Linked DNA regions of Capsicum annuum: region 1 is linked to region 2. The links are chromatin contacts, called in public Hi-C maps. All regions are on one chromosome and are shown on one strand. Each heading gives the region's core, a stretch centred on a gene start, on an enhancer-like site or on the middle of the called end of the contact. The rest is flanking DNA. Distances are from core to core; before and after follow the strand shown. Region 1 holds the start of LOC107854728 (phosphoenolpyruvate carboxylase). Region 2 holds the start of LOC107856620 (TPR repeat-containing thioredoxin TTL1).

Evidence for each region. A called contact is a pair of places that touch in the nucleus more often than the background predicts.
Region 1: a contact with region 2 is called in a Hi-C map of bud, with 2.5 times the contacts expected there. The contact joins the promoter of LOC107854728 here to the promoter of LOC107856620 in region 2. A contact is called at or near these places in 2 of 5 Hi-C or Micro-C datasets (bud and leaf).

The regions. Positions count from the first base shown.
Region 1 is chr9:174,793,274-174,796,366 of UCD10Xv1.1, forward strand. It overlaps LOC107854728 (phosphoenolpyruvate carboxylase), which reads right to left and starts at 1,766. Exons shown (of 11, transcript XM_047397093.1): 1 at 1,614-1,766; 2 at 712-887. The coding sequence starts at 879.
Region 2 is chr9:174,208,190-174,211,436 of UCD10Xv1.1, forward strand. It overlaps LOC107856620 (TPR repeat-containing thioredoxin TTL1), which reads left to right and starts at 1,996. Exons shown (of 7, transcript XM_016701612.2): 1 at 1,996-3,056. The coding sequence starts at 2,302.

The sequences.
Region 1 (3,093 bases), core at 516-3,015, 580 kb after region 2:
ATGTGAATTTCATCCACTAACACAATCATATGAAGTCCACTACAAAATACCATCACTAAGTATTACACATTCTTTAGACTCAAGTATTTGTAGTCAACTCAGTCAGCAAGTATATCTTGATTAATTCAAGGATTTGAAAGAACTACTTGGTCAACACAATTTTAGGATCTCAAGACACCATACACATGTGAATTTCGTCCACTAACACAGTAAAACTACTGAAGCATATGAAGACCAGTATCTAAATACCATCTATAAGTATAAAACACACTTTATACTCAAGAATTGTGTAAACTGAGTCAGAAACAGACATTAAAAATTTAATCTTTTTATTACTTTTTTTTTTTGAAAAATGACAAAAAAATCTAATCTTTCCATTCCCTTTTTTGATAAGTGACATAAAAATTCGATCTTTTCACTCCTTTTTTTGATGAGTGACACAAAAATTCAATACATAAAAATTCAATCTTTTCACTCCTTTTTGTGATGAGTGACATAAAAATTCAATCTTTAGCTTCAAGCACTAAACCAGATTAAAGTGAAAAAGAAAACAACACCCCCTTAGTCACCAAAAGACCAAAATCACTGAACTTCAACAAGGGTACACAACATCAAAAACTACAACTTTGGAATATAATTCACAATTGGCTAATCAATCACAGGTTAAATACAAATTTGGCAGCAAATTAACATCTATTGGGAAATGCATACTGTTTCCTTGAGATCCTCTCCATGCAAATCTTGAAGAATATCAAGAAACCTATCCAAAAGCAAAGCATCATACTCAATAAGCTTATCATCTTCAGAAACTTTTCCAGGCACCAATTGTCTCAACTGTGCATCAATAGATGCCAGTTTCTCCAAATTACGAGTCCCCATTTTTCACCCTGCAACAAATGAACTTTACATAAAAATCATCAAAATTATGACCACACAAAAGTACAAAAACCAGGGACCATAGAATAAAAATACCCCAGTTGGCGACTAGTTTAAATTCTTGTTTTATTTGTAATTAAATGATTTCCAAAAAAGTAGTCTCATACATTAAAACTCCCGTTATTGTAAAATTCAGAAAAGGCAGTCATAAAGAAATGAACCTGCTAACTCAACCTCAAAAGCTAGCTCACGAGAGGACCTTTAACCCACCGATGTGTGACTCCAATACCCGCACATTCAGGGCTTGATATCTTAAGTGTGAACAATATAAAATGAGGGGCCCAACATCGGAAATGTGGGACTCCAACATCCCGCACACCCAGAGCTGAACATCTGAAGCGTGAATAATATAAGATGGGCAACATCGAAAAGAATGAGCTGGGTGGACGTAACTCTTAAAGAAATGAACCCTAGCTAATGAGGTGAGATTGCCAAGACTATATAAAGAAACCAAGAACCCACCGATATAGGACTTCAACACACAGACCCCAATGGCCTTTATATACAATCTGACTTTTACTTTTTTACGAGCTATTGGTGATTTGAATTCGTTATTTCCTAATTACATCACAACAATTTCATAATTTACTGTAATGTTTTACCAACTTAGAAAATAAAAAAAGAACTGAAGTTTGAGTATGGTAAGGGAGTACAACATAAATTCTGATGTGGATTACCTCAAAATTTGGTGTGTCAGAGTACAAAACAATGCGAAGTGGTGGAGGAAGTTGAGGGAGTTGTGTAATGTGTAGACACTGAACAGGCTAGCTATATATAGGAAAAAACACAGAGCTTTCTCTTTCTTAAATTTACAACTGTATACTGTGGACTATTTGGCTGGTAACAAGTTATACAAGATTAATTATTTTAAAATGAAAAATTTTTAAAAACAGCAAAGTCTGATGCAAAATCCTTTTTCATAATCACACTTTATAATATTATCATATAGCTTCTATATGTATTTGATTCGCAATTATTGTATTCATTTTTACTCAATAATATGTATTCTTATAAAACATAAATATATTAACCATATTTTATATTTTATAATTTTTTAACAAAAAATATAAGAGAAAACTCCAAACTCACTTTATCACTTAAACTTAACTTCCGTTTTGTTTATCCCTCTTAACATTTTAAAGTATATTAGTTTCATCCTTTGAAATTGAATACCACTCTCACAACGGAGAGTGTGCACACACGCCGACAAATCAGCGCCACGCACTGCCACGTCGGAGCCACGCAAGAAAATTATTTTTTTAAAATAATTTCATATATATATATATTAAAAAATATTTTTTCACATACATTCCCACCTACCCGCCCACCCTCCACTCTCACCCATCCTGCCGTCATCTGTCATCTTCAACATTACCCATATATGGGTTCTTCATTTTTGGGTCTCAAATTTCAACATAAACTAGCTAAATTCATATCAATCAAACTCAAATTTCAACTACAACTTCACAACATCATTAGAAAATCTCAATAATCAATTAGGAATCAACCATAAATTCAATAAACTCATTTTTTTTTTATCTTCAAGCTTTTTTAAAGGTTCAATAATGGTGGATACAAAATTAAACTAATAAAATTCATACCAATCAAATTCAAATTTTAGATACAACTTTACAACATCATCAGAAAACTTCAATAATCAATTTCGACATCAATCTCATCTTGAATTCGTCGAACTCATTTTTTTTTTATCTTCAAGCTTCAACAATGGCGGATACAAAATTAAACAAGCAAAATTCATACCAATCAAACTCAAAATTCAAGTACAACTTCACATCATCATCGGAAAACTTCAATAATCAATTTGAAATCAACCATGAATTTGACACTCATTTTTTTTTGTTTTCAAGCTTTTAAAAGGTTCGATAATGGTGGATACAAAAGGCAATCTCATAAATCCAACAACAGATTTCTTAAAAATTTACATAAGTAATTTAGTTCAACAATTATGTATTGAAAGACTTTCTTTTCCAAAATTATTTTCTAACCCATTAAAATTCATAACTTTTCACACATATTTTTTTCTTTCTTGAAGAAATTAATAAAGATAATAGAAGTGAGGATGCAAAGTTAGAAGAAGGAGAAAGGGAATTGGGGTGGGGTGTAAGAAGAAATACAAGAAAACGAAATGGAGTGAGG
Region 2 (3,247 bases), core at 746-3,245:
TAGTTTAGCTATTTATCGAAGACATTCTATGCCAAATAAACATTATCAAGATGACTTGTCTTGATTACATAATTTGAAAATTATGTTCTTATCTCAATTTCATTGAGCAAACAACTTTATGAATGTCAAATTACAAATTGATAATAAATGTAAATTAAATGTGATCATCTTATTGATGCATCTTTTTCAAAACATATCACATGATAGGTGAACGGACCCTTATTTGTCTTTTATACTTTTCAGATTTTAAGGGATCCAATCCTAAAATTAGTTGGTCCAACCAACTTATCAAGAGGACAAGCACCGTTCAAAGTACATGAAGAATTTTTTAATTCTTCAATATATGCTTAATATATGCACATCTTTGGAATGTCATAATCATGTCAACTTATGAACTTTTAAACTAGTAAACTCCAAGTTTATCATGATATGTGCCTTTACTTTAGTAAATTTCAGATTTACTGTGACATGAATAGATTTCAGCTTTACTACTTCAGAAGTAGATTTGAAAATTATCCATCATTTTTCAGAGGTGAGTTATTGTGATACCATCACAATCAAGCGCATGTTTATATTAATAAGTTTTACTAAATATTACCACATTCACCTTAGAGAATGGATCTATACATATAATAGTCGAAATTTTCATTCCTCAAGAATGGAATATAATCGTGCCTTAAGCATATCAAATTATGAAAGCTTAGAACCTCTTTCATGATGTTGCTACTTCAGGAGCAAATCCAGGCATACATATAATATCGAGAATTTTTCTCTAACATATCTTATAATCATAATAAGTGTGTGAAAATAGTATCACTTTTAATAATAATTATCATATTGTCCCACCACGCTTATATTCGTACATTCAATCACTTGTCTCTTTTAGACATATTATGCACTGCTACCACATTCACTTCAGAGAATGGAGCATATTCAATGGGACATGTCTCATAGTCTTTCAGAAAAAACACATTATTTTACCTTAGCCATCATAATGTCATTAATATAGTACTTTGAGATCCAATCTTAATGTCTTAGCCATATAAAGGCGTCTTAGGTTATAAATCGATGGGACATGAATCCAACATCTCATCATGGTGCATTAAAACTTTTAACCTAATGTCTTAACCTTTTAATGAGATAAGACTTAAATCATCATCATAATTTTTAATAATATTGTTCGTCATGAACAAATTTAAAGCATCATTGGTTTCAAACCAATTATTTTTTCTCAAATTCAATAATAATTATATCATTAGTAGCAAAAGACACGAATAACATAAGGAGTTACTAACCTTGCAATTACCTTTAGATTTATAATCTCACCTTGTTTGACAGAGTCTCATGCTGATAACGCGTTATGAAATATAAAGCAAATATAAGAAGAATAGAGAGAGAAGAGAGGAGATTTCTTTATTTCTTATAAGGATTCTTGAGGAGTCTCTCTTGATAAATTAATTACAATAAAGGAAACCTCCTTTACAAGGGAAAACTAACTTTAACATTTTTAACTTTTTTATAAATAGACATACATTATATATGATAAAGTAAAGTAGACATTCACTATGGTAATATATTTATAACATTACCAAAAATTTAAAAAAAGATTAGTGATTCTAGCAAGTAGTAGAAACGGTTTTAATAAGTTAAAAAAGTAATTTCTTTCTAAAAGTAATTATTTAAAGAATATTATTCCTTCGTTTAAAAAAGAATGACCTACTTTCTATTTTAATCTGTTTAAAAAAGAATGATCCTTTTTCTTTTTTGGTAATATTTTAATTTTAACTTTTCAAATGACATGTTTAGGACCACAAGATGAAAAGACATTTTGATATATTTTACATAATTTTAATTTAAGACCATAAAATTCAAAAGTCTCTTTATTTTTTTAAATTTTGTACAAAGTCAAAGTAAATTATTCTTCATGAAACGGAGGGAGTAATAAGTTTTTTTTTTTTAATTACTTTTCGAACAAGTAATTTTGAAAATAAGCGGAGCGAAAGTCAAGGAAGAGATTTTCTTCGTCCCTACCCCTTCCCCTCCTCTGTAAAAGTGAGAGAAAAATTTCTTAAAACTCGCTTCTATTTCTATCTGTCCGTCATTTGCCGACCCCTCGCATTCATTCTTTGCTTCTTCCTTTTATATATCAAGAGATTCCCCCTTTTTCTCCTTTTTTTTTTTTTTTTCTTTCTCTTCCTTCTTTCTTCATCTCTTCTACTTAAAACTCAGCTCAAGCCAAAACACATCCCCCTTACTCATATACAGTGGCCAATACAAAGGAAGTGTAACAATTGTGGGTCCATGTCGAGGAACTCTATGAGTAACAACAACAATGGCACCACCACCGACATTGACAAACCCGATTTCAGAGAACTGGATCTAGGTTCTTTAACCCGACCAAATGTATTTACCAATTCTACAAGTACTAGCTCCAGTTCATCCGGATCAATCTCCGGTTACAATGTTCCTAAATCCAATGACCTTTCCAGTTCAGTTGACAGCAGTTCACGCCGGTTTAAGCCGGGGCATACTCGGTCAAGGTCTGACTCTTATCCGTTAATCTCCTCGGGGAGTAGTAGTTGTAGTAGAAGTTCAGTATACTCCTCTGCTATATATTCATTTCCTACTGGGAACATCTGCCCTTCGGGCAAAATTTTGAAAGCAGCAGTTCCTGTTAAGTCTACTAAAACTGATATATTTGGGTCGAGAATTGGGAACTATGGCCACGGAAGTATAATTCGTGGCGGTATTGGGGCTGATGGAGGAGGAGCTGCCAATGCCAATGCTGGGAAGGAAAAAAGTTATTTACAGAATCCGGAAGAGTTGAAGAGAATAGGAAATGAGAGTTATAAGAAGGGTGATTTTCCCGAGGCTTTAAGCTTTTATGAAAAAGCTATTGCGATTTCGCCTGGAAATGCTGCGTACCATTGTAATCGAGCAGCTGCATTGATGGGTATGAAACGGGTTGTGGAGGCTGTGAAGGAATGTGAGGAAGCTATTAGGCTGGATCCTTCCTACATTCGGGCACATCAACGGTTAGGATCTTTGCTACTTAGGTAAGTGTACTAATGTCGAAATCTTTGAATCTATATGTATGTTTCAATGTTCATTATCGGTGGTGGATCCAGAATTTCAGTAAGGTGGTTTGAAGAATGTATATGTTGGAATATTAATTGTCATATATCTAGTGGTTGATCCAGAATTTTCAGTAATGGTTTCGAAAAATAAGAATATAGTGCTTGAGATT